7 separate regions of the Mus musculus genome follow, and regions 2, 3, 4, 5, 6 and 7 are each linked to region 1. A link is a contact called in public HiCAR-type, HiChIP or PLAC-seq and promoter capture Hi-C data. All regions are on one chromosome and are shown on one strand. Each heading gives the region's core, a stretch centred on a gene start, on an enhancer-like site or on the middle of the called end of the contact. The rest is flanking DNA. Distances are from core to core; before and after follow the strand shown.

Region 1 (3,754 bases), core at 149-2,648:
CTTGCCCTTCCTTCTTCACAGGATTGTTCTGACACAAAAGAAGATATTCAACGCGGTATGGTGAAGGACTTTTAAAATAGGAAAGTATAAAGTTGGGTGTGTGATGGTTTTTCTTCTTTCAAGACAACGAAGACCACATTCTAGCTATTAAAAAGATTAACTTGGTGAAATGACTCAGGATGTAGAGCCTGTTTGAGGCAATTTTATATACATTTTTCTTTTAAAAATAAAAATATATTTCTTATAATCAACCTTACACATAGCTACAGAATGTGAAATTGTATACATTTTGTATGCACCATCTATACCTAAATGTATGTACACATCACATATGATTTCACATGTACACATAAGGCACTCTGTAAGCAACTGTTGTTTTGCTAAGAAATGTTGACAGAAAGGAAGAGATAAAACACGTACGCAGAGCCTGTTCTCACAGTTTGCCTAATGCCTGGCTCTTTAAAGTCTTATCTACATCTGGTTCTTCACCTCTACGTGACCAAATGTCACGTACTGTTCCTTCCCCTGACTGGCTTGCTTGTTTTACCTATGTGCTTACATAATGATTGATTGACTTTTTAATTTAGAATTGAACTGCATTATTTTTATTGTTTAGCTGTGGTACTCATGTAGCCCAGGTTGGCCTCAAAGTAGCAGCAATGTCACCAAAGTTCAAACACTTGGAACTTCTTGTTCTCTATCTAGCCTCCTCCACCTCTGCAGAGCTTTGCAGACATACATTACCTCTCCCAGTTTATGTGGTTTTATCCTCGTTTACTATACCAACGGGGTTACATCCCTAGCCCAGTCAGCCCATTTATTTCCCACTTTTAGTAAAAGCAAACCTCGCTTATTATTTTAGCTAGGGTCAAAGCTTAAGAAATCAAAATTGCAAATGTTTCAGAACACTCCATTAAGTTGTGCATTTGTTTTACATAGCTTTGTTTATTTAACAATTTTTATTCTGTTAACAATTCGCTTAAAATAAATAAATAAATAAACTCTTCGTTCAAAATTCACACAACTTGGGTTGAGCGAATAGGAGCATGCTGGTGTGGGCCACAGTAAGAGTGTAGACTGTAGTCAGATGGGATAGCCTCCCGGAAGAGCAGGACAGTTATCGAAGAGGACAGTAAGAAGGGTAATAAAAATAATGACGGCCATCATAAAGTGTATACTCTTAACATGAAATTCAGTCCCCAAATAGTGCGAATAGCCTTCTCCATTACACTAAGTAAATCACAGCGGCGGCCGAGGCGACGGCTCTCGCAGTGCCCCTCAGGGCCCCCTTTCGGAGGAAGGAGAGTGGGAGGAACCCAGCACGGCCAGGTGGGCGGGGCCGGGGCCGAGGGGGCGTGTCTGGTGGGCGGGCCTGTGGCGCTAGTGGGCGGGGCTGTGGCGCTGGCGGGCAGCTAAGCTGCTGGGCGGCTGGGCGGGGCGCGCTCAGGCCTCGGCTCCTCACGCGCGGCGTAAGCGGCCCAGACCCCGCGCTGCGGGAAGCCGGGGTGGCGTGTGCGCGTCGCCTGCGAGCCGAGGCAGCCGCGGGAGGAGGAGCAGCGGGCACTGAGGTAGGCGCACAGACGCGGGGCCTTAGGCCGGTTCTCCTTGGGAGCCCCCGGCCCTCCACGGGCTGGCGAGGCCGAGGGGCGGCGCACAGAGACCGGGGCGGGCGGGGCCGGGGGCGGGGTCTGGCCTGGCCGCAGGGGCCGCGCGCGGTGAAGGGACTCCTGGTGGAGCGCAGGCACGCCACGCCAGAGGACTCCCGGGGCTGGCGGCCGTGGAGAACGGTGGCCCGGGAGCTCCGCGGAGGAGGCCAGGGGGCCGGATGGCCGGCGCCTCCCACCTCGCGGGACGCCCGGGCCGGGAACTCGTTAACAGGAAAGCTTGGCAGGGCAGCAAATGCCAAGGTTCTGGAAGAACTGAGAGTCACGTCGTTAGGCGCTGAGGCTTTATTTTCCTTCCCCGCCCCCTGCCCGGCCTCGGCCCGACTTGGCCAAAGAAGGATGTGTCACCAGTTCGGGGCTGCGGGCGGGATCCCAGCCACTCTGGGCACAGGGGCACCTGAAACAAAGGTATCGGGCGACCGAGTGGCTGAGCTGCGAGCACCTCAGCCGGTCCCACGGTCGCGCCGGCCGGGCTGCAGGCTTGAGGGGCGTTCTCCTTGGGGACCGCTCGATGGAAACCAGCTGGCCCGGCTTGGAGTTGATGTTGCATCGGAACTGTGTTGTGCTCACATTATTTCCATTCCTCCCACTCTGATAAAGCCTAGGGAAATTTTATCCCGCTTGATGGTCTGCAGATGCAGAGGGGGGAGGACAAATTGCTGTTTGTAAATTATAAGGTATTTTCTTTGTAGAAAATAGTTTAAGAACATAGAATAAATGCTTGAACACGTAAGCGGAGAGGATGATTTGTAGTGCCTTTCAAAATTGGAAAAGAGTTCCTCCACGGATCTTCAGTTATGTACAAAACGTCCCCCGCCTCTTTGGTGCCAGGCATTTTTCTTTGTTCTTCCTTAGTGTCTGGCCTCAGTTTCTTGTAAACAGAGCATCAAGCACAGGGACCCTAAGAATTGCCATACTAGGTCAGAGCATGGGCGTCCAGCTAAGCAGGCAGCAGGCTCGTGTTGTAGTAAACACAGGGCTTTCCTTGGCATCGTTAAAAATTATCTCAGTTTCTTTCACTGGTCTCCATGACGATTACTGAAAGCGTTCTTAAAAATCTGTAGACGGCTCCTGATTTGCATGCAATTTATTCACGTTTATTGCATTCAAAAGGCTGTCTCACCACTTCTGACAAAACTTATGGCATGAGATACTCGTGAGAGGGGAAAAATGGATCTTTTACACAGCCTGGAAAGCTCAGGTCAGGAATACAAAGTTTTGCGGTTCTTTGGGGGTTTGTTTGTTTGATTTTTGTTTTGTTTATACACACACACACACACACACACACACACACACACACACTGGAAAAGTCTATCCCAAGGCCCATGTGGTTGGATTCAATGATAGCTTTAAACACCAACAACCTGAATAGTAGGCAGCTAATGCTTTAACATTCACACATATGATTTGCATATATTAAAAAGTAGCTTAGCATTTTACACAGTGACTATCTGGCTTTATCTTGGTCTAGGTAATCTGGCCTTAAGGTTCTGCTAAAACCTCGTATCCTCCGAGAGAGGAAATTTTGCTTGAGCAGGAAGGGAATAAGGTTGGGCAGTTCTGCAGTACAGACTATTTGAAGGTAATAACTTAAACTTGTCAGCCACACATTTCAGTTCCAGTTGAACAGGGCTCTGTCACCTTTCAACAAGTAACTCAAGTTTTCCGTCTCTGAAGCTCTTCTTGACATCCCCTTAGCTCTGCCTTACACCTCAGCAAAATAACCACAACAGAACCCCGCCAAGTAAGGGGGAGGATGCCTCCCTTTTGAATAGTAGCATCCTCAGTCAGGATCTCTCTTATGTGGTGCTGTTGACATTTTAGATGAGATAATACTTCGTCATGGTAGCCTATCCTGTGCCGTAGGTAGAGGATGGTTAGCCACACTCCTGACTTATAATCCTAGCTGTTAGTAGCACTACACACATAAATAATGGCAATCAAAGCTGTTTCTAGACGTTGCTGGGCATACCCTGAGAAGGACCAAGCTATCCCTGGTTGAAAGCCATTGTCGTAAATGAACGGCTGCTTTAATACCAGGACACTGCATTGTCCTTGTTTGGTTATGTATTGACTCTGCTTTCTTAAGC
Region 2 (3,473 bases), core at 583-3,082, 1.1 Mb before region 1:
ACAAAGGCATAAAGAAGAGGAAGCAGGAGAGGGGGTTTTGCTGGGTGTGCTTGGTGGGGTGGAGGGAAGGAAAGAGCCCACAAACCACTCATGCATGCACCCAACATCCATCTGAGATCATCTACCCACCCCACCCATCCATTCATCTGCTTGTCATCATTCATCCATCCATCCATCCATCCATCCATCCATCCATCCATCCACCCATTTATCCATCCATTCATCTGTCCATTCACCTATCTGTCTGTCCATCCACCCATCCATTTGTCTGTCCATCCATCCATCCATCCATCCATCCATCCATCAGTCTGTTTTCCATCCATCATCTATCTATAATCCATCCACAGGGATGGATGCAGTTGGTCACCAGTGCAGGGAGGGGGAGGGGTTTCAAGGTAAGAGCTTTGGGGATTCCTCTCTTAGAGGCTGGAGGGATGAAGGAGGAAGGGCAAGAAGTAGTAAGACAGGTAGGCAGTGAAATTGGACTGTGGAGAGTGTTGCCAAAGCTGCAAAAGACCCAGTACTCACCCATGTCAGAGAGGGGCATCCCTCACTTAAGGGACTTCAAGACACAGTGCTGTGGAGGGACAAAGAGCAGCTGAGGTAGTATTAGGGAAGATTAAGCAGCGGTCACTGACGTCATCCTTTCAGGTTCTGAGGCCGGATGGGTGGATGGTAGGGGAAGACACAAACAGCCTGTGTCAAAGTCTGGGAAACAAAGACCTGTCAGAATCAGGGGTCTGAGTGTGGCTGGGGTGGTGAAGAGGGAGGCAGTGTCTGTGAAAGACAGAGTAAGTACCCAGGGTGGGGAATCAATGTAACTAAATTCCCAAAGGAGAGTTGCCAGATGTTAATGTCTTTAAAAGGTTTGGGGAGGGGGCTGAAGCCCCTCCCACATGAGTCTTCCAGGAGCATCCCTAACCTTGCGGGAGGAGGTGAGGACCTTCTGCCACACAGCTTCTGACAAGCATCAAGGCCAGGGCCGGATCTGAAACAGCCTGACCTGATCAACAGACAGCAAAATGGGGCATTATCATCAGAGCTGATGGTGGGAAACCACTTCTATTCTGGAGCCTGGTTTTCCTGTGGTTGCAGAACTCAGTCCTTCCCACCTACCTCCAGGCCTGGTTCAAAGCAATGTCTCCCTTCCCCATACCCCAACAAGTTGTCAGACTTTCGGCTGTTTCTTCATGTCTTCCCATTATGACTGTCTTCTGACAGCAGGCCCTACAGTGGATGCTCAGAGATCCACCTGGGAAGAGACTTTTGGAGATATACAGCTGAGGATATGATAGGAAGCCCACAGGGTGTTCTAACTACCCCCGAGCAGCCGGCCATAAAGTCTTGAAACCATATTCACTCACTCCACAGATGCATGCCAAGAATAAGACACTGTTAAGGTTCCAGGAATTCTGAGTGAACGAGATCAGACAAGACTCAAAAATAAACAAAATTGATTAGTAAAATGATATAGGGTGGCGGCATTCTGCATAGGAATAGTCAGGAGTAGCTGTGGGGTGTCTGTAAGCATAAGGGACCTCAGTTGACTTCTTGGCTGAGCCCCTCCTTTTCAGCTTGGGGAAAGCGAGCGTGCGAGGCTGCAGTTCTCCTAAATCACCACAAGAGGGAGCGCGATCACCTCCTAGCGCCTTCCTAACCCTCCCACACAGCCTTGCAAGCAAAAGTTTTTCTTAAACTAACAATGCCAGTGTAAGGAGGTGCTCGCGCCTGATTGGATGAGGGAATTTTGCAGGTTTGATTCCTTGATTGGACAGGAGGTGTTAGGGGTGGAGAGAGAGCTGATGGTGGGGGATCCCGCTCCCTCCCCCGTCAGTCTGGCCCGCTCTGTCCTCCCGTAGGCTCCGCTGTAGCTCGCAATGTGACACCAGGACGCACACGCTCTCGCGCGCTCTCCCAGGCTCGCTCTCCCTCACCCTCTCTCACACACGCACGCACACACCCACCTCTCCCATAAACACACACACACACATGCACACCCACATCCACGCGCGCCCGCACCGCCCCACGCGCGCACACTCCCGCCCACGCCCACGCCGCGCTCCGGGGAGTCCGGTCCCGGCCAGAGCGCGAAAGGACACGGAGAAGCCACCCGCCGGGAGCGCAGCGGCGCCCTGGGACGCGGCGCGTCTCCGCTGGGGCTCGGCCTGGGGGCCGCTGGCCGGCGATGGCCCTGGATTGCTTGCTGCTCTTCCTCCTGGCATCTGCAGTGGCCGCGATGGAAGGTAACGTACCCTTCGCGGAGCAACTTGGTGGCTGCCGGCTGCCAGTTCATGGGTGCCGCGCGCTTTGCAGGGCTCCTTTGGCTGCTCGGCCGGGCATCCTGGTGCTGGAGAGAGAGAATGTCACCGATCCTGGGTAGAGATGGGGCACCGGGATGGGGCGGTACCCACAGGCATGCCCTGCGCCGACCCTGGGCGCCCACAGCAGGTTCGTTCGCACGCAGAGTCTTTCGGCTCCTGCGCTCTGGTGCTCCCAGACAGCACGATCACCGGACATCTCCGGCTTAGAGAGCCTGGATCCCGCTGCATTGCGGTGCAAGCTCCTTAGCTCTGGGCGAAGCTGGTCTGGGAAGCGATACCTCGGGCCACTGGGCTCCTAGAGTCGGCACCTTCGGCTCTTTCTATCCCGGGCCTGGATGCGCTGGCTGGCGAGCGGTAGCTTGCTGTCTCCCTTTCGCAGTCTGAGGTTTCCGGACTCTGGGCTCCGCAGGCAGGCTGCTTGGGGGATCACAGAAGGTCCTACTAGTACCCCAGCAAGTGACTGCCAAACGAGAGGGGCCAAATCCATTGACCGCACCCTGGGGGGGAAATCAGCCCTAGAAGCTGCCGGGTTGCAATCTTCCAGGGACAGCAAGTGCGAGGCGGACGCCTTTCTCGCCTTCTGAGCTTTGGAGCAGGGGTGGGCTTGGGTGAGTGCTGGCGGTGCTTAAACTCATCCGGCAGTTAGAAGAGACTGCGTGGCTGCGAGCCCACGAGCCAAGACACCATCCCTGCTGGCTCAGCGTGGTTGTGCCTCCCGCTGGTGGCCAGCCAAACCCGCTCAGCGGACCCCTTACCCGGCGCACCCAGGAGCCCCGGCGCTCAGGGCTCCCGCGAATCCCGTGGGAAATCCCTGCTCGCCTCCCCGCCTCCCGCCCCCTTCCCCGCCCCCAACCTTCCCTGCGGAGCCGCGGCGGCCGCCACCTCCAGGGACGCATCTCAGTAGAGAAGGAGCAGTTAGAGTTATCTCGAACAGAGCAACTCTGGGGTGAGGCGCCGCCGCCACGCCACCCCTGCTGGAAGCCCCACATCCCGATGGATGTCTCTGGCCAGGTGGACTCCACCCGTAGGGACATTCCTCGTGGAAGGTTCGCAGCTCTCTGTTTCCCCTGTTGTGTTCCCATTTGAGAGCTGGCTCCACTGGATTGCAGGTTCCAGGTGAAACGGACTCGTTCAGTGGAAACTCCAGACCAA
Region 3 (3,543 bases), core at 648-3,147, 1.7 Mb after region 1:
GCATGATGTTCTATTTATTTCTCAGAGGCCCTTGAAGAATATAGAATGATCTCAATAGCAAACTCTTATATAGATTTTGTTCCACCCCCCTCCTTTTAGATTCACCAATTATGTTCCCTGGAAGTACTTCCCAAATAACCTGCCTATACTTCTATCTTGTCCCAGGCTGAAACAAAGCAAAAAGTGGTTATTCAACAAACATTTAATACATGCCTATGGTAGGCATTAAGATAAAAAAAAAACCAAGATGATAAAATTTTTGTAGTCTCCCTGAAATGACTAGTATAAAGTTACTTTTCCCAAACCTCTATAATCAACACACACACATACACAAACACACATATATAAAGCAATATATTGTTAGAGATATTATGTTACAGGAACATACTGATGCCTGAAATTAAGGAATCATGATGCAGGCTGGGGAGATGTTTCAAAATGTAAAACCTCTTGCCACTAAATCTGATGATTTGACTCTGATCCTTGGACCTCTAAGATGAAACGAGAGAACCTGCTTCCTAAGCTGTCCTCTGGCCAGGACATGTGTGAATCCACATACACACACACACACACACACACACACAATAAATAAATAAATGAAAAATCATTTTAAAGAAAATATATGGAGTTGGGAGAGTCACCTAGTTCTTCCTCGAGGGAGGGGTTTCCTAGAAGATGTATTGCCCGAGTTTCTGGGTGAGGTATAGCTCACACATATAGAGACTATTGTACAATTGTCAATGCTTTTGTGTGCTATATACAATTACAATTTGCCTGGTTGTAGCAGGCATACTAGGACGTGATTTTAGGTGTTACATGGGTGGACAGATGAACATTTAAATGTATTTATGAATGGTAATATGTACTAGAATAAAAAAGAATACAACACATTTGATTTCACAGACTTGATTTAGGACAAGGCTAACAATCTTAAATGGGCTCAATCTGGCTTTAAATAAAATTACTGAATGAGTAATAATTCCTGTGTAAAGAGTGGGAAAGACTGTAGTTACAGAGCTTAGGATATACCGCTACAGCACCAGGGTTCTCTTAAACTTCCAGGCTTTCAGAAGTGCAACACTTTGTAAGAGACTTATAAGCAAGGGTGATAAGTGATACAATAAATGTAGACATTAAAGTACAGGAGGAAATGAGAAACAATGGGAGAGATATGCTTTTACTTAAAGAGCACTGGGAGGTGAGTGGAGTTGAGGTAACAACCTGAATTAGGGATGGCTTTACTTTCAGAATATTTTAGTAGGAAACATTCACATAGTTTAATTCTCCATCCCCCATTTGACCTAAAGGCTGGAAATAATTCTAACACACAGACAACGTAAGGCTTTCCACATTCCAGGCATTTTTGTTGTTGTTGTTGTTGTTTATTGGGCCATTTATTCTCATTAGTCCTTATTTTACAGTCGGGAGAAGTGAAATAAATATAAAGAGGCTAAGAACCTTTCCAAAATATTGGCACTAACGAAAAGCAGCTAGGATTAAATCCAGGCGTCCTGGCTGTGGAGAACCCGTTCTTACCAATATACCAGAGTAAGTGGGTCGGGCACGCAACGCTAAATAAAGCAGGTCATAGTTAACTGTTGAAGCGTGAGGCGATTTTCATTGCAGGCAGAAGACCTAGTTTTGAGACCAGTTTCTCCAGCTTTAAGAGGGAGAGAATACTGAAACTAGGGAATGGTGTAGAGTGAGATAATGAATGTGAAAGTGAACTTCAGACTCCGTAGATAGTAACTCCACCTACTAGCGGTTAGGAAAGAAAACCTGTAAACTGAAATTTAAGAGTGCGGACAGCTCGTCGAGCCAGGGTGAGGCTCCGCCCCCCACCCGCGGAAGGTGGGGCAGGCAGGCTTCTGCGCATGCGGAGGCCGCTGCCCGCGCCCACCTCTGACCCCAGCCGAGAGTAGCTGCTGTTTCTGAGAGGACGATTCGTAAGCCGGGGTCCGGCGCGGTTTCCCAATCCCTCGCCCTTCTGCCCAGCCCCTTCGGTGCTCGAGCGACGCCTGGGGCGCGGTCTGTTCTGGGCAGCTTGCCTGGGCTTTCTACAGAGGCTCCGGCTGCAGGTCACATAGGTGGCTGTCGAAAGTGCCGGCCGCGCGCCGGCGCCGGCAGCAGCCGGGTGGGAAGGCTCAAGATGGCGTGCCTGTTGGAGACCCCAATCCGCATGAGCGTCCTCTCGGTGAGTGACCCGCCCGGCGCGGGGCAACCCCGGTCCTGCCCACAGCATTACCCCGGCGCCCTGAGCCTCCCGAGCACCACCCACTGCGGTGGCCTCAGCTGGGATGCACGCGACCCGGGCCGAGTCGGAGGCGTCTCCTACTCGAGAGCTCCCACCGGTGCGGGTTCCCAGGACGGCGGCCGTTCGGCCGGCGGGGAGGTCGGGCTCCAGGCAGCCGGCCCATGGGCGCGGCTTGGGTTTGGCCGAGCCTTCTCCCGTCTTCCTCCCTGCGCTGTTGCTTCTCGGGACGGAGCTCGCTGCCTGCGAGGGTTCAGGACAGGCCTGGAACCTAGAGTCCACTTCGCTCTCCAGGGCTGTGGCTAGAAGAGGTGCGAACTCTTAAGCTGCCACAGCACAGAGCTGCCAGACCAGGGCTGTGCGTCTTCTGTCAAGTCCCTACCACCAGGGCACCTGCCAACACCGCTTGCTTCTTGGCAATGGAGGTTTTCACATCAGCTGCAACTCGCGCTATTGTGTATGGTTATTTAAACCGCTTTGCTGTGCTCTGCTGTTGAGGTCCGGGCTCCGAGACTAGAGAAACTATGTTTCTAATGTCCGGTGTTTGATTTTTCTTTAGGGAGAGCAAAACATTTTAGGAGGGACCAAAAAGTCGGAATGAAAAAGAATAGGTTCCCCCAGTATTTGAAAGAAGGGAACGTATTGATATACCTAGAAGAAATATCAGGGTTTTTTTTTTCTTAAATTAAAAAGAAACAACAAAAAGCAAAGAAGGCGACTTTCGCCTTCCGCTATAATGTCCTTTAAACAAACAAACAAAAACAAAAAACAGGACCAGGAATGAAATGAACAAGAATGAGTGTTGTTGGGAGATAACTCTGGGAGGTTTGACCACAGATTTTAGCAGTTGGACTCCAAATAGAGCCTACCAATGATTCAGTTGTTGTTGGAAGTAAAGAAATAGGCGGGCAAAGAATCATCTTTTAGACCTGTGGAGACTTACCGAGATGGCAGTTGGATTATAGATGGCTTGTCAGATTCCCTATAGTCTTGCAACTCCAACCGGTTTCTTTCCTCTTCCCTGACTCTCACACAAACACACTTTTGTGTTCAAAGGCACTAGGTACATCACTCCAGTCAGGGCTGGTTAGAGCCATGCTGGCTACCCAAAAAGACAGAAGTCACTCTACAGTGCAAAATGCAATTTTGGAAGACGGTCAACAAATCTAGCCCCAGATCCGTCTTACTAAACTGTTTACTTAAACTGCAACTGGAGAAGTACTTTCTGTCCAATTACTGATCACATTAGCTCATTATTTCACTTTATATTGTCCATGAATGTTTAGTGGGAG
Region 4 (3,440 bases), core at 127-2,626, 1.3 Mb before region 1:
CGACGGGCGCCATCTCATTCCCATCAAGACGTGGAGGACATTTTCTTTCTCCTTCAAAGACCCTGAGAGGGTCTAATCCTTTCTCCCAGGAGCAGCATCGGAGAACTACAGGATCTATTAACCTAAACAGCTCCCGTCCTCACACTCCGTCCTAAACTCTAACTGCTGCGAACACTCTCAGTTCTCCAGTCTCTCTTTCCCTTAATGCCTCCCTTCCAGCTCCCCAGGGGCTGCATCATAGCTCCAGCGCATGTGGCTGATGGATCAAGGTTGTCTAGAGAACCGCTGCCCTCGCACAGCAGGTGGACAGGCTGTGGGTGCATCATGCGCACAGAAGCTGGGAGTGGGGGGCAGATAGAGCAGCGGGAGGGGGTCCCAAGAAACGTGGGAGCTGGAGGGAGAGTGGGATGGTAGCAGTCATCTTTCTCTGTGCAGCCGGCAGGCATCTCTGCTAAAGAAGTGGTGCAGAGTTAGACCCTCAAGTCAGCTTCAGAGGCTCCCTCCAAGACCAGCGCCACGAGGCCCCTACATTTTTCGGTGATTTCCTGAGCGTCCGTTCGGCACCCTTTATACGCTATACAAGTTGTGTGTGTGTGTGTGTGTGTGTGTGTGTGTGTAGAATAGAGGCAGATTCTGCCTTCTGCAATCACCCTATAAGCAATCACTTCTCAGTTTTCGTTTTCCCAAAGTCTGCAGAAGAAGTAAAATTGAAGCTAAATTCAAGTACGGTCAGGAGACTTCAAACACTACTCCACCCCAGCCCAGGTTCCCTTCACCCATTCAGTCCTTATATCTGTTGGAGGCGAAAAGAGAGGCTTACGAAAGGGGAAACTGAGACTCTAAGTTATCTTAAAGTCTGACTCAGTACAGGGACCCTTTGGGGTCCCTGGTAACTTATGGTGAGTTGCATGCTGACTGGGGACTAGGCCTCTGCTACACGTGATCAGCCTAAGGCCCTGGTTTCTTTCTGAAGAGCATTTTTCTATGTGTTTTGCACCCTTCAGAGAATAGCGGGAGAAAACAGGCCTGGGGCAACCAGTGCGCTGTGCGTTGCCAAGGAACGCAGGTGCCCTGGCGCCAGGGCACAAGCAGCGGTCTGGGAGAGGTTCGGAGAGGTTCGGATTAGCCTCGTTGGGGAGGGGGGTGCTGCTTAGGCGCCCCCCGGCGAGAGGACCCGGGGGCTTAGTGGCCGAGGTGCCCAGGGATTCTGAGGACCCGGGCCAGGCGGGTGTTACCTCCTCGGTTTTGCAGCAGCGCGCCCGGGTTCGCCTGCGGGTCCAAGTGCGTGGCTTGCGCCGCGCGCCGCTTCTCGGAGTGCACGATGAGCAGCATGTCGATGGCCACAGCGTTGCTGTCCTTCTTCAGCTCCATGGTGCCGCCTCCCTCCCGGCCCGCGCGCAGCGGCTGCTCGCGAGGCTGCCTAGGCTGCAAATGGCCCCGTGCGCGCTGCTGCCTGGCGCGGGAGAGGGCGAGGGCGCGGGAGAGGGCGCTGCCCCGCCGCCAGGTCCGCCGGGCGCAGTTTCGCTGACTCTGCCAAATTCACCATTAGAACCCGCCCGGGAGGGCGCTATCCTCCTGAAGTGCCTCTAAGTCACCTTTGAAAGGAAATCCCCGGGCGCGGCCCTGAACTGCACCCAGGATGCACTTTGCAGGGTTTATGACCCTTCCTCCCTGTACAACGGAAGTGCAGGTATTGGGCTCCAGCAAAGTTTTCTCTGTGGCTGGGCTGAGTGCTGCCTCATAGCCACCATCTATCCCCTAAGAGAAGTCACTGGCCAACCCTGAAACCTCAAATCAGAACTGGTATAGTTTTGGAAAAGAAAGGCAAGAAGGTTGAATTGCAGAGTGAGCAGATGTTGGCCACATCTTTAGCCTTGACTTCTTTGTTCCCTTGGGTAGATTGTGAAAGTCGATAGTTTTCGTAGATTGAGGCTTTATGGTGAAGTCCCCAACTGTCATTGATGACTGTGTCAGACCCTGGGTCATATGTACTGGGCATCAAGCTAACAATCTTATTTTTCCTGAGATGGAGGTCTTAAAATTCCCCATTCCTTCGGGAAGACTAGCTCTTGCCTGAGGGGAAGAGAGAGAGAGAGAGAGAGAAAGAGAGAGAGAGAGAGAGAGAGAGAGAGAGAGAGAGAGAGAGAGAGAAAGAAAGGAACTGGGAGCTGCCAGCTGCTGTCAGGGAGCTGGACCTGAGAGCCCCTTCTATTTTTAGCCAGGCCTGCTCTGCCCAGCCAACAGCGACAGGGCATTTGGCTGTAGGTCCAAGGAGTGTTTACATGGCTTTTGCTTGGGAGCCTTTGGCACTGTGGTTCAACCAGGTGGGAGACAATTCCCTAATTTGTGTTGACACAGGTAATAGATGCCACCTCTGCAGGAGGCCTTGCTTGCTCTGTGACTCCACCTTGGTCCATGGCTCCTGAGAGCTCTCCACCTTGTCCTTGAAACAGCCACTCTGATACAAGCTATGTTCCAGCAGCAGTGCCACCACTTGCTGGCCATGTGACCTTGGACCATTTCTCTCCATTGTCTCAGCATTGGGTCGCCACTGTGTCTTCTCTAACTGGATGTCTGTCGGCTTCTAACAATGTTGAACTGGTGTAGCTAGACAGCTGAGTCTCTTGATGGACAGGGGAGACAGATGGTGGACTAGATAGGTTTCATTCTGCTAAAGTGAGCCCTATTCCCTGACTATATGTGTGTCAACACACACACACACACACACACACACACACACACACACACACACACACACACACACACACAGAGGCTGAGAAAGAAAGGACTGGATTATACAAACCTGCTGGGTCCTGGAGGTGGTTTAGGCAACCATGAGGACCTGCACTCACCTCCTTCACCCAGTGTGTTCTAAGTCAGTGGTTCTCAACTTGTAGGTCTAGACCCCTAGGGTTGGGGAGTCAAAGGTCCCTTTCACAGGAACCACACATCAGATCAGATATCCTGCATATCAGATATTTACACTACAGTCCATAACAGTAGCAAAATTACATTTACGAAGTAGCAACAAAAGTAATTTTATGGCTGGGGGGTCACCACAACACAAGAAATTGTACTAAAGGGTCACCGTACTAGGAAGGCTGAGAACCACTGGCCTAAGTCCTTCAAGAGACAGTGGTACGGTTTGCATGTGATATGTCCCCACCTGGCCATTGTTAAGAGACTTGCCCCCCACCCCCACACACACAGTTGATGCTGTTTGAGGAAGCTGTGGAACCTTCAGGAAGCAGGGCCTAGTTGGATCACTGGTTGGAACTAGCTGCGCATCCTGGCTGGCCACTGAGATGTAAGAAAGTTGCCACACTCTCCACACCATGGGCAGAAGCCATGCCTACCTCTGTGTACTGTGCTCTGCTTGAGGGGTCAACTAGAGACAGGCTTTGAGCAGGTGGAGTAGCCACTCTGCCTAAAGGCTCAGA
Region 5 (3,761 bases), core at 910-3,409, 1.3 Mb before region 1:
GACTGGAAGAAACATCGGAGGTCAGTCTATTCCAGCTCTTGGTTGGGAACTTGCAGCCCGTTCCAATAATTTAAGAGTTTGTCCTTCTACTGCACCTAAGACCTAGAGACAGTTTGTTCCGATTGCTCCATAGTGTGTCATTAGAAACTTCCCTTACCCGTGGATTGCATTCCTCTGTGAACCCCCACCCCAAGGATGAAGTGTAACACATCTCGGGTTTTTGTGTCTGGCAATGAGGGATGCGATAAGCTCAGATTTGGGAACACAAATCTTTTTGCCCTTCACACTACAGCTATGAGAATGGTCTCCATGGTTACAGCAGCTTCTCAGAGGTGTCTAGATTTTCATTTTTTTCTTTTTTCCTCCAGTCCTCTAAATGTCTAATTTACGAGTAATCAGTTTAGGCAACCTGGAAAGTTTCGAGTGTGTGCGTGAATATCAAGAAACGTATAGCATATATTCAGCACCCCAAAAGTAGGTTGACAGGAAAAATTTTGGCACGTTTTTCTTCTCCCACTCTAAAAAGAAATTTGGGCTGACTTTAAAATGTTCAAGTTAAACAAGATTCAATGAAGGAAGCGTGGTCTTCGGATTCTTCAAAGGCACGTGAGCCTCGGAGGGCCGGGGCTGACCTAATTATGTTTTCTTTAATGTGGAATCGCTATTTGCCCAACACCCCATTTGCATCTCCCCATCACGTTCAAATGGCGGGGACATTGATCTTTTCTTTTTTTTAAAAGCATCCTTTGAACATGAAAGTGTTGCCCTCCCCCCTTGGTTGTTTTTTTTTTTTTTTCTCCTTGTAAGAGCAGCGATAAGGATGGATCGATAATTACATTGTTGGATAAAAATGAATATAAATTTTATTGAAAAAGAACCCCAGCAACAATGTGAGGACAGCATCTTTAACAGCCAGTGGCCCACACTACTCAGCACACACGGGGAGAAATAGTCACCTCTGCGGCTTTACTTACTCCAGATGAAAGGAAATGGCAGACCTCAGATAAACGGCCTTTGAAATCCCACAACAGTGAGCTATATGGTCACACCATTAACCTGGTGTTTACTGCCGGCCAACCAGTACTGTTTAAGAGTTACGAGTTAGCGGAGGGAGAACCCAACCGCTTCAGTAAGCACGGCAAAGAAAATGCCGGACCACTGCGGGAACTTTTCTCCTTTTCAAGTCCTTTGAGAATTTCGCCGAGAGTTTATTGGCAACGTGTCCCTCCTGCTTCACAACAGGAAATGGTTCTTTATATCTAGCTCAAATCCTTCATGCTTCAGTTAATCTATTTACGTCTCTTTAATCTCTGTGGGCCGGGAGGAGTCCGTCCTCGTGGGACAATGTAACATATGGAGAACTCAAAATATTCACAATCAGACAGAGAACAGTCCAGCTGAGCTGGTGGCACTTTTGAAGCAAGCTGAAAGAGCTTAATTGCACCCTTTTGCCTCACCACGCCCCATCCTTCTGCACCCTGGCGCCCATCCTGGGGCCTGCCTGGCAAAACGCTGAGTTTGATCAGTTTCAGCCTGTCATTGCCATAGTAATGAGTGTGATCACAGCGACCCCAGACAGGCATTCCTGTGCCCAGGGTTTCTGTCTCAGGAAAAGCTTTCTGGGCAAGATGCTCAATTCTTAATCCCATCCTATCTTCTCACCACGCCAGGCCAGGGAAGTCTCCCCAGGCTCTTCTGACAGTCTGCAAGACAACGCTGACATTGGCATATCAACCACGAGGATAACTATCCACGATGTGGATGCCGTAGACAGCATAACTTGTCCGCAAGGGACGAGAAAGCACCTAGTGATTTTTAACAAACATCATAAAAAGAGCCAGCTTGGGGGTTTGCAGCGGTGGCAACTTCGCACGTGATCCACCAGGGGGCGCTCGTGCCATTTGATCGGCCAATGAGACTCGTGGACCAGCAGACAAAGAGGGGGATTTGAATAAAAAGCCTTCAAAACGCAGCCTCCAAATTTTCAGGCTGAGCAGCATGCGTGTAAAAATTCATGAAGATTGGATTCGGTTTCGTGTATCTTTGCTTCAGTAAAAAGAAACGCAGGCGTTTTTCCGAGTGCACCTACAGTTGCCTTGACAAAGGGACTACCTGGTTATATGAGGAGGGCGGAGCGTGTGGTTGACCCGGGCCGCTGGGAGAGGCTCGGTCTGGGTCTCTGGTGCTGAGGACAGCTCCTGTTTTGTGGGGTAGCATCCTCCACAAGCTCCAGAATAGATTAATTATGCTGTTTTGAAAAAAACATGGGGATCATTTTCTGCAGGGCTAGCAGTGGCTGTCGCGGCTGTGTCTAGCGAGTGGCAGGGACCGCCGAAGCACTTACTATTTCGTTAAAACATAGCACAGTTCTTACTGCTCATAAAATAAAAGGGGTGAGGAAAGGCTGTTTCCAGGCAGTGCAAACTCCACCGTCTTCTTGTAGTGGAGACAACGCCACCTCCCACCCCACCCCACCCCACTTTGGTGCGTTTTCCAGGCGTGAGTGACAAGATGCTGATGGGCTGAGACTGCCAGAGGACCCTGGACATGAGCCAAGGCAGCTCAGCCCCTAGCAGCCATGCTAATCACAAGTGAGGCTACCCAGTCTGGTGGAGGGGGGCTATGTGGTATCAGGTGGGTAGCAGTGGGGACCTGTGGGAAAGGGGCAGAAGGGAATGAAGAGCTGAAGTTCTGGGCTCCTAGGTCTTCAGATAGGTTCCACTTGGCAGACTGCCCACCCAGAGATGCGGGTGCCTATGGCTGAGTCCTTTGTGTTCACCTCTATAGTCCCAGGATCTAGCATGAGGGGTCAGCCACTTATCGAAGGAGTCTGATGGGCTCTTACTGAGGAAAGACTTGACTGTAGAGGCTGTGAGTATCCCAGGCTGGCTCTGGCGGCAGCTGAGCCTGAGGACATTCCTTAGAGAGCAGTGAGGGATTGGGGGGGGGGGTGGTCCTGAGACAGGCACAGTGAGCAGAGTCCTAGAACCCTGAAATTTGGTAGGGACCCTCCTGGAGCACATCTGTGCACTGGGATGCTACTGCAGGAACCTCTTGTCGGGGGGCTCTCCTCAGGCCTTCCCTGTTTGCAGCAGCCTGCTTTTCCCCCCTCAGCTGTTGCCATGGAAACACCAGCCTCAGGTGCTGCTGAGGGCCAGCTAGGCAGCTCAGGCTTTTTAGGACAGGCCGGAGCAAGTAAGAGGCCCTCAACTGTTCCCAATGGAAGGAAGGTTGAACTCAGGGCAGGGGTTGTCATCTCAGAGAAAGACAGGAGGGAAAATGGCTATGATAGGGCTTTCCTCAGAGACAGAGACCAACACTTTCTCTAGGGGGCAGGTGGTGGTCCCCTCAGCTTGGTTTGGCTTGTAAGGAAGGAGCAACATCTTGTTATCAGACACTATCCCTGGTATCTGATAACTGCTGGGGCTAATCTGCTTGCCCAGGGCCCAGGTCATCAGCCAGGCTACCAGTGGGCTATGTAGGCATTTGAGGCTCCTGAGGATGGCTGGTGGGGGGTGGGGTGGGGCAATCTCCAGGCCCTCAGCTAAACTCTGGTAGGCACATAGAATCGGGGTCTTCACCCTTCCATGTGGGTTGCTGGACCTGCAAACCCACTCCATCCCTGGTCCCCAGCCAGGACATCCGAATGTGCACACGGCTGCTTTCCTGCCCTTAGCACATCTCAGAGATGCTAGGCATCAGGAGACAGCAGCCTCCAGTTGGCTGAGGGTCAGCTGGTTTGCTTTCTACACCCACCCCCT
Region 6 (3,616 bases), core at 640-3,139, 1.9 Mb before region 1:
ATTCTTTGAACTCCAGCATAGTCCAGGCACTGGGGGAAACATGAGGCATAAGGGCTGCTTCCAGCTACCCACTACTCAGAGACAGAAACTGAGTGTCCAGGAGGCCTGGAATCAGGCAAATGACAACACAGTTGAGAGCCCCCCCCACCCCCCAAGGCTGCTGTGCACCTGCAGGCTCCCTCCTAGGGCTGAGGTGCTCCCAAAATCCTTTCCACACAGCAAGGAACGGAGGTGTCCTTTGTGACACTTGGGATCTACAAAGCACAGGGAATCAGATCCAGCTGGCTACCTAGCTGAGCTGGGTACGATGTGAAATGTCCCAAACCCAGCTCTCCGGGACAGGCAACCCCGACTTCCACCCGGCTCCCAACCCTCCAGCTCAGGTACTGAGCATCAGCAGACAGGAGGTGGCCATGTGACCTCCACAGCCCACACGCACACGTCATAGCTGCACGGTGCCTGGGCCCACCAGGTCCTCCCACGGCCTTCCTCCTCTTGGCCTCCAAACCAGCTAACAGAACTGGTTTACAGAGCTAGAGCTGGGAATCCCGCCCCCCCCCCCCCCGGGATCCCCCTCTCTTCCAGCAGAAATGCTCAGAAGCCCAGCTTATGTCTGTAACCCCCTGGTTATGTGACTCCTGGACCGAGGCTCTCAAGGAGGTACTCCTTCCCACAGGTATCAGAGGGGTCGCTGCTCTTCTGTCTGAGCTTCCCACCTTGGACCAACCTGGGTGTCAGATACTTGGGAGGGGAGACTCCTGGGCAGCAAAGAAACCCTTACTCTCCCCCTCCTTAGGCTCTGGCTGGCTGCCACGGTGACCTCCCCTCCCCCAAGAAGGGCGGTGAGCTGGGAGATGGGGGGTGGGAGAATCCACCGGCTCCACTGATGCTCTCTAGAGGGGGCAGGGAAGCCAGGCAGGGCGTGTCGCCTAGGCCTTTCTCTGCCCAGTGCCAAGCTCACAGATATGAGACGCCTCTGTACCATCCCCCAAGTCACCTGCTATGGGAAGAATCTTCACTCTCACGATCCACACCCCTAAGCCCCAAAGAGGCTAACACATTAGTGAAGGACAGTGAGTCTAGAACCTTCTGCCCAGTCGGATGTAAGCCAGAGAAGCTAAGTGCCCAGTTACCCTACCACTTGCACCCACTCTTTTCGAAAAGGGACAGGTGTCGTGTTCCCCATTTCCCAGCAGCAATCTGCTCCAGAGCTGGACGCGTCCTTTCCCTAGATTCCAGGCAGGGTCCGCAGGGAGCCCCTCGGGCGCAACCTTGGGGTGGGGGCAACCAGCTCCCAGCCCCACCTCGTTCTCCCAAGAGAGGCTCCTGTCCCTTCGCCCACACCCTCGCCGGCACCCAGACACCTGCACAGTGCTCCGCAGCCTGTGCCGCAGTGCGAGCTAGTCAGCGAGCCCGCGAGCCCGGCGCCTAGAGCGGGTGAGCCAGCCGCCGCCCTCGGTCCTCCCGGACGCACCTGCACCGGGTACCCGTACCCAGATCTCACACTCACCCTCATCCCTTGACCCCCAGAACCACCTTCTTCCTTTCCCCCTTGGTCCTCCCCAGCCCGGCCCCACCCGAGCCAGCCCCATCTCCCCATCTGCATCCCTCTCCTCTACCGGGGCGTGGAAGGGCCTTGGCGAGCCAGGGCTGGGAGGGTCCCTAGTGGGGTGGCTGAATGGGCGGCGTGGGGAAAAGACTCGGCTCCGAGCCGAGAGAATAAGCCGAGTACTCACCGCTCTGCTCCCCTAGGAAAACCAACTTGAATTTTCGCAGCGGGTTCCCAAAATCTCCCCCTGCGGACATGGTGCTGGCAGCTGGGGCCGGGCGAGGAGGAGGAGGAGGAGGAGGAAGCGGTGAAGGAGCAGGGAGGGGAGAGGAGGAGGGCGAGGGGAGGCGGCGAGCGGTGCGGGAGCCGGAGGGGGAAGGGCTGGCTGCGCGCGCCCCTGACTCCCCAGCTGCGGCCGGGCCCCGGCCTGCGGCTGCGTGTCCGACGGCGGCGACGGCGGAAAGGGAGGAGGCGGGGTGCGCGGCGCAGCCCTGGGTGGCGTTGGCTGCACGGGCGACGGGCGCGCTGTGGACGCCCGAAGCTCGGCGCGGGCAGCGAGGCACGGGCGGAGCGGGGCGCAGGGACCGAGCTGGGCGGAGGAGCGCTCTCCGAGCAGCGCCACGCGCCCCCTCCCGCCCGCCTGCTCCGCCCGCGCCTGCGCTCTGCGCGCTCCCAAGCCTCTGATGTCATGCGGAGCCCGTGGGTTTGCGGGGCTTGGGGGGCGTGCGCCATCCAGCCCCCACCCGGGCAGCCGGCTCCGGAGAGCCACCTCCTCTTGAGCCTAAGAGAGGTGCCCTCTTTGGAGCGTCTTGCTCTGCCCTGCTGCTTCTGTCTCACCCACCCACCTAGGGGGAAAAAAAAAAGACAGGACTTGGTCAAGAGGACATTTGTTTCTGGTCTTTGACACCTAAATGCGGTTCCCTTCTTCCGTCTCAGACCCAGATAGATGGTCAGACAGGGCGGGAACATAGGAAAGGGTCAGTGTGTGGTGTGGTGGTGAGTAGGAAGATGTGCGGATACCTGGCTCAGACCTGGGGTATGGCTCCTCGGTGGCCCCTGCTGGCCTCTAGCTTACCTCCTATCTAGCTAGGCTCAGACTCTTCATGCGGAGGGGATCTGTGGTTGTCCCCAGAGGAGCTGGCCAGTGAGAGAGAAGACACCCTTACAGGATATGCCTACTAGGGTTTGAAACCTAACCTGCCTGGTAGAAGACAGCTCCACTAACCCAAAGACAATGCCCTGCCTCTTTTGATCCTGAGACCGTCAGCCCAACCACACTCCTGCGCCCTGCTAGTTAGGTTTATTCGGGTAATGAGCTACAAGAGTATAAGAGAGCGACCTCTAAGTTTGCAGGGCACACACAGTAGCGTGAGAGCAAGGAGTAGACGCCAGACTAAGGTTAAACGCAGTCCCCAAGCAGTACACTCTAAGGCATCGGGTTAATTGAGGCTTTACAAAGCCCCTCCCCTCTTCCTCTCCAGCCACTTGCTGGTCTTGACCTTCTCTGGCCATTCAGGGAATGTTTGTTTGGGACTGTTTGGAATGTGTAGTGTATGTTACACAAAGCAAGCCAGGAGTGAAATGCACACACACACACACACACACACACACACCCGTGCCTACGGATTTCCCAGGGGACACTTATGAATTTACCCCGAATGTACCCACTAGAGTCTCCCACCGCACATTGAGCCCTCACAGGAAACTCCATGGAAGCAGCTGAGGTTCCACTTCACCTAGAGTTTAGGAAACAGTTGCTGAATGCTCGAATTAACCTCTAAAACTACTCTCAAATCAGAGTAACTGTTCTATTCTTGTGGTCTTCTTCGGTTTGAAGTCCCTGGAGTCGGAGGTCATCCCTCTGAGCATATAAGCATGCCAGATTGGGCACCAGACTAAGATAACTCAGACTCCACCCTACTTTTGCCCCGAGTGTGTTGCTGTCTCGGGATCCAGCATGGGCTGAGGAAAGTTTTGGCAGGTGTGTCCGACCCACTGTCCACAGGCCATATGCCTTGCAGGATAGCTTTGAATTCAGCACAACACAATATTGTAATCTTATGTAGA
Region 7 (3,239 bases), core at 147-2,646, 1.2 Mb before region 1:
TAGCATGTGAGCACAACTTTGTTTGCTTGTTTGTTTGTTTGTTTTAAAATGAGAGTTCTAGAGACCCAGCTCAGGTGTTTGCACATCAAGGCGAGCCGCTTTATTCTGGCCCTCAAGCCAGCCTAGTAGCTGGATTTCTAATTAAAGCAACCTGTTGACTTTGACTTTGACTCCTAAGCTTTAAACGTTGGTTCATACGGATCATTTGGACATGTACTTGGATATAACTTTTTCAAAACTCTACTTGTGAAGCAATAAGTAGTCAAGAAGCCCCAGAGATCAGTTCGCTGCCTTGACCCACATGGTGACTCTGGTCAGCTGAGACCTGCAGCAGAAATCCGGATCACAGAAGCTGCTGGGATCTTGGCAGCTCCATGCTCCAGCATCTCCCTCCTGCACGAGTCCCTCTCCCTGGGCATTTGTGCAGATGACCAAAGACTGACCATGCTGTCAGGAGGCTGTCCCAGGCCAAGAGAGTCCTGGGGAGTCACAGGGGAAAGAGCCTCAGAGGGTGTAGCCACCAGTGCCCAGACTCTGTCCTCTGTAGTCCCTAAAGGACAGGAGTCTGAGGAAGGACAAGGGGGATTGCAAGAGTTAATGTGATAATATCTGTTGATTATTTTAAGATGCGCGAGGGAAAAAAATGCATTATAAATAGCAAGGGCCACACCGGAGTCAAAGGGTAAGCTTGCTGGTGGCCTTTTCCTCTTCCTAAGATTTCTGATGTTTCAAAACAAGATTATTTTGGGAGTGCATCTATTTTAATTCGAGAGATTCTTCTGGAAACACGTTTCAGGGCTAGAGAGCCTGTCTCCTTCTTGTTCTCCCCTGACTTTTTCCACGGAAAGGCTGAGCTCCGGTTTCACACACCTCGTGCCGGCCTCGAGCCTTTCAAAACCCTTCCGGGCACCACCTGGCCACGGTGCACATTAGCGAAGGTCTCAGCATTTTAATCCCCCAGAATCCTCTTTGTTTACCACTTGACAGCTGCTTTCATTTTGGAACAAAGCTCTCTATAGCTTGCAGCTTGACATAGATGCACGTGTGTGTGTGTGTGTGTGTGTGTGTGTGTGTGTGTGTGTGTGTGTGTGTATACATGCAGCCAGAATATACCCTGATATTATTGGGTGAAGGCTGCACTACCCCCCCCGACTGCCCACCCCCCAACACACACACACCCGGCCCCGATTCCCCACCCTCTTTCCCTCTCCTATTCTCATAAACCCAGGCCAGGATTTACTGAAGCACTGGCAGAGTTAAAGCTTGACCCGAATGCAAACACTGGTTAATAAAGGACGATGGTATTTCTTCACTCACAGGACAGAGAGCTTGTCCACATCCGCAAACTGGCTACCAAGCCAGATGCTGAAGTCAGGCAGGCGGCTCAGATTCCTGCAGCTCCTATTGCTCGCACTGGGATTAGCACAGAGACCGGCCTGCCGAAGCAGCGGGGCTGGAGTGGCCTTCTCCTCTTCCAGCCTGGCTGCGGTTATGTCTTTGCAAGCACTTGCTTTTTAAAAACTACTCTTGCTGTCTTGCAGACATGCCTTGCTCCCATCTCTCCCTCCCTGCCCCTCTGTTTTTCTGCTCTGCCTGCAGGCAGTTTGCATTTGCGAAACAGCCTTCTACTGAGCTTTGAAAAGAAGAAAAAAGAAAGGCATTGCCACCATCTTGGCAATCCCCGGGAAGCAGTAGGAGGGGTAGAAGGATCTGCAGCCCCAGGACGACAAAGGAATCCCACTGAGTGAGAGAGAGGAAGAGAGAAACCTCCTTTCCACCCTCAACAGGAGCTGCGAGCTACCCTGTAATGAAGACGAATTAAGATTTAACAGTGTTAATGCTGTTGAATTATGGGTTTGATTAAAGTGGCCGATCATTTAGCAAACACGGGCTCATTGTTTATGAGCTCCACAAATGCAAACTGACTGTTCTCTCCCTTGGATCTGGGTGACATTGACAAGGCCTTGGCCATTCAATGTCCCAAGTACATGGCTGCAATATTTTACGACTGAGCCGGGGAGTGCATGCTGGTGGGCCAAAAAAAAGGGCAAAACCACATTTTAGATCGACAAAGATGGAATGAAACTCGAAGGCGTGATGAAGGGGAGGGAGCGCTCGGAGAAGCTATAAAGAAGCCTGCCATTGTGGTGTTAAGGGGAGTTTCTTGCTCAGGAAACAGTCAGTGAGCCTTGACTGTCCCTTAAGTGCTATGGGGGTCTAAGAGTTTTCTAAACTATTTTAGCAACAAAGCAAAACAAAACCCAAACCCAAAGACAAATAGTTATCTGTATGTGTGTGGTAAAGAAGAAACAGGTTAAAAAAAAAAAAAAAAACAAAAAACAAAACAAGATTAGGAGCCAGGCCTGGTGGTGCAGGCCTGTAATCTTAGCTACAAGGGATGCAGAAAGGTAGAGAGGACATCTGACCCGGTTACACAGGGAGTTCCAGGTCAGGCTGGGCAACTTGGCAAGACTCTGTGACATAGTAAAATGTCTACAAAGGGTTGGGATTCTAGCTTAAAAGGAACAGGCTCGCCTCCCATGTGCAGAGCCTCCACTGAATTGCTGCCACCCCCACCATGACGAAGCCACAGTTGGATAGCTAGTGGTTAGAACTGTCAAAGTTGGGCCACAGAGGTTGCTTTCTGTTGTGCATGTTGGAAACAGACAAATGCATAATTACATTTCTAGGGGAGAGAGAGAGAGAGAGAGAGAGAGAGAGAGAGAGAGAGAACCACATTTCGTAAGACTCAAAAACATCTTGAACCCTTTTCAAGTAATTAAGCGAAAACAATTAGATTTTCAGTCCCCCTCCCCTCCTTAAAAAATGAGCCAGCCATCTATACATTATTAGGTAATTATTATTGGGTGTCACATGATATTTAAAATATGTACATGTGGCTGCATGTTTAAATGTGTCTCCTCAAACACCCATCATTTCTTTGTGGTAAAAACAGCAACAAAACATTCAAAATCCTTTTCCCTGGGCTTTTTGAACACACAGTAGGTATTTTCTGTCTAAAGTGACCACAAAACACCAGAACTCTATCTCTCCTATGTTACTACAAGTTGCTGCCTGTTGAGGGGCCTCTCCCCCTATCTCCCCCTCTTCTTCTAGTCTCTGGTGATTACCATTCTCTCTTCAGTTGGAATGAGGTCCACTAGTCTGGGTGGTACTCATGAGCAGGATCACGCCACTCTTGTCTTCCTGGGTCTGGTTTATTGGGTCCTGTTATTTTC

Evidence for each region. Promoter capture Hi-C pulls out the DNA fragments that hold promoters and counts their contacts. HiCAR-type assays count read pairs that join an accessible place to other places. HiChIP or PLAC-seq counts read pairs in DNA pulled down with a chosen protein or histone mark.
Region 2: a HiCAR-type map of astrocytes shows a contact between it and region 1, with 8 times the contacts expected there. The contact joins the promoter of Ephb1 here to the promoter of Ppp2r3a in region 1. A contact is called at or near these places in 6 of 39 promoter capture datasets (3T3-L1-derived adipocytes, the SN4741 cell line, cranial neural crest and 2 more), 6 of 484 Hi-C or Micro-C datasets (cortical neurons, embryonic stem cells and nephron progenitors) and 7 of 115 datasets of contacts at active chromatin or transcription factors (astrocytes, embryonic hindbrain, embryonic midbrain and 4 more).
Region 3: a contact with region 1 is called in a promoter capture Hi-C map of pre-B cells, with 7 times the contacts expected there. The contact joins the promoter of Armc8 here to the promoter of Ppp2r3a in region 1. A contact is called at or near these places in 2 of 39 promoter capture datasets (liver and pre-B cells), 1 of 484 Hi-C or Micro-C datasets (pre-B cells), 1 of 115 datasets of contacts at active chromatin or transcription factors (astrocytes) and 2 of 9 other capture datasets (adipose tissue and liver).
Region 4: an H3K4me3 HiChIP or PLAC-seq map of stem cell-derived neural progenitor cells shows a contact between it and region 1, with 8 times the contacts expected there. The contact joins the promoter of Ky here to the promoter of Ppp2r3a in region 1. A contact is called at or near these places in 5 of 39 promoter capture datasets (the C10 cell line, cranial neural crest, frontonasal cranial neural crest and 2 more) and 2 of 115 datasets of contacts at active chromatin or transcription factors (embryonic forebrain and stem cell-derived neural progenitor cells).
Region 5: a contact with region 1 is called in an H3K4me3 HiChIP or PLAC-seq map of embryonic forebrain, with 11 times the contacts expected there. The contact joins the enhancer-like site here to the promoter of Ppp2r3a in region 1. A contact is called at or near these places in 3 of 39 promoter capture datasets (the 3T3-L1 cell line and pre-B cells) and 5 of 115 datasets of contacts at active chromatin or transcription factors (astrocytes, differentiating embryonic stem cells, embryonic forebrain and 2 more).
Region 6: a contact with region 1 is called in a promoter capture Hi-C map of hippocampal neurons, with 2.8 times the contacts expected there. The contact joins the promoter of Rab6b here to the promoter of Ppp2r3a in region 1. A contact is called at or near these places in 2 of 39 promoter capture datasets (hippocampal neurons and pre-B cells).
Region 7: a HiCAR-type map of astrocytes shows a contact between it and region 1, with 4 times the contacts expected there. The contact joins the enhancer-like site here to the promoter of Ppp2r3a in region 1. A contact is called at or near these places in 2 of 39 promoter capture datasets (cranial neural crest and hippocampal neurons), 3 of 115 datasets of contacts at active chromatin or transcription factors (astrocytes, embryonic forebrain and stem cell-derived neural progenitor cells) and 1 of 9 other capture datasets (embryonic stem cells).

What each region holds. Positions count from the first base shown.
Region 1 is chr9:101,249,476-101,253,229 of GRCm38.p6, reverse strand. Ppp2r3a (protein phosphatase 2, regulatory subunit B'', alpha) reads left to right here and starts at 1,398. Exons shown (of 14, transcript NM_001161362.3): 1 at 1,398-1,568.
Region 2 is chr9:102,353,052-102,356,524 of GRCm38.p6, reverse strand. Ephb1 (Eph receptor B1) reads left to right here and starts at 1,832. Exons shown (of 16, transcript NM_173447.3): 1 at 1,832-2,243. The coding sequence starts at 2,186.
Region 3 is chr9:99,567,253-99,570,795 of GRCm38.p6, reverse strand. It overlaps Armc8 (armadillo repeat containing 8), which reads left to right and starts at 1,897. Exons shown (of 22, transcript NM_028768.3): 1 at 1,897-2,194. The coding sequence starts at 2,150.
Region 4 is chr9:102,504,074-102,507,513 of GRCm38.p6, reverse strand. It overlaps Ky (kyphoscoliosis peptidase), which reads right to left and starts at 1,376. Exons shown (of 11, transcript NM_024291.3): 1 at 1,236-1,376. The coding sequence starts at 1,371.
Region 5 is chr9:102,543,324-102,547,084 of GRCm38.p6, reverse strand. It overlaps Ky (kyphoscoliosis peptidase), which reads right to left. Exons shown (of 11, transcript NM_024291.3): 11 at 846-3,761. Among named protein-coding and RNA genes, the nearest start is that of Gm29387, 14 kb to the left of the region's middle. Within about 2 kb of position 2,159, at least 90 of the 459 cell types and tissues checked have an H3K27ac peak or open chromatin away from gene starts, as enhancers often do. A contact at or near this core is called in embryonic forebrain, forebrain and neural tube, where this site is marked.
Region 6 is chr9:103,110,347-103,113,962 of GRCm38.p6, reverse strand. Rab6b (RAB6B, member RAS oncogene family) reads right to left here and starts at 1,889. Exons shown (of 8, transcript NM_173781.4): 1 at 1,737-1,889. The coding sequence starts at 1,806. Gm46128 (a long non-coding RNA gene) reads left to right here and starts at 696. Exons shown (of 2, transcript XR_001779270.2): 1 at 696-1,437.
Region 7 is chr9:102,422,303-102,425,541 of GRCm38.p6, reverse strand. No RefSeq gene overlaps it. Among named protein-coding and RNA genes, the nearest start is that of Ephb1, 69 kb to the right of the region's middle. Within about 2 kb of position 1,396, at least 85 of the 459 cell types and tissues checked have an H3K27ac peak or open chromatin away from gene starts, as enhancers often do. A contact at or near this core is called in astrocytes and embryonic forebrain, where this site is marked.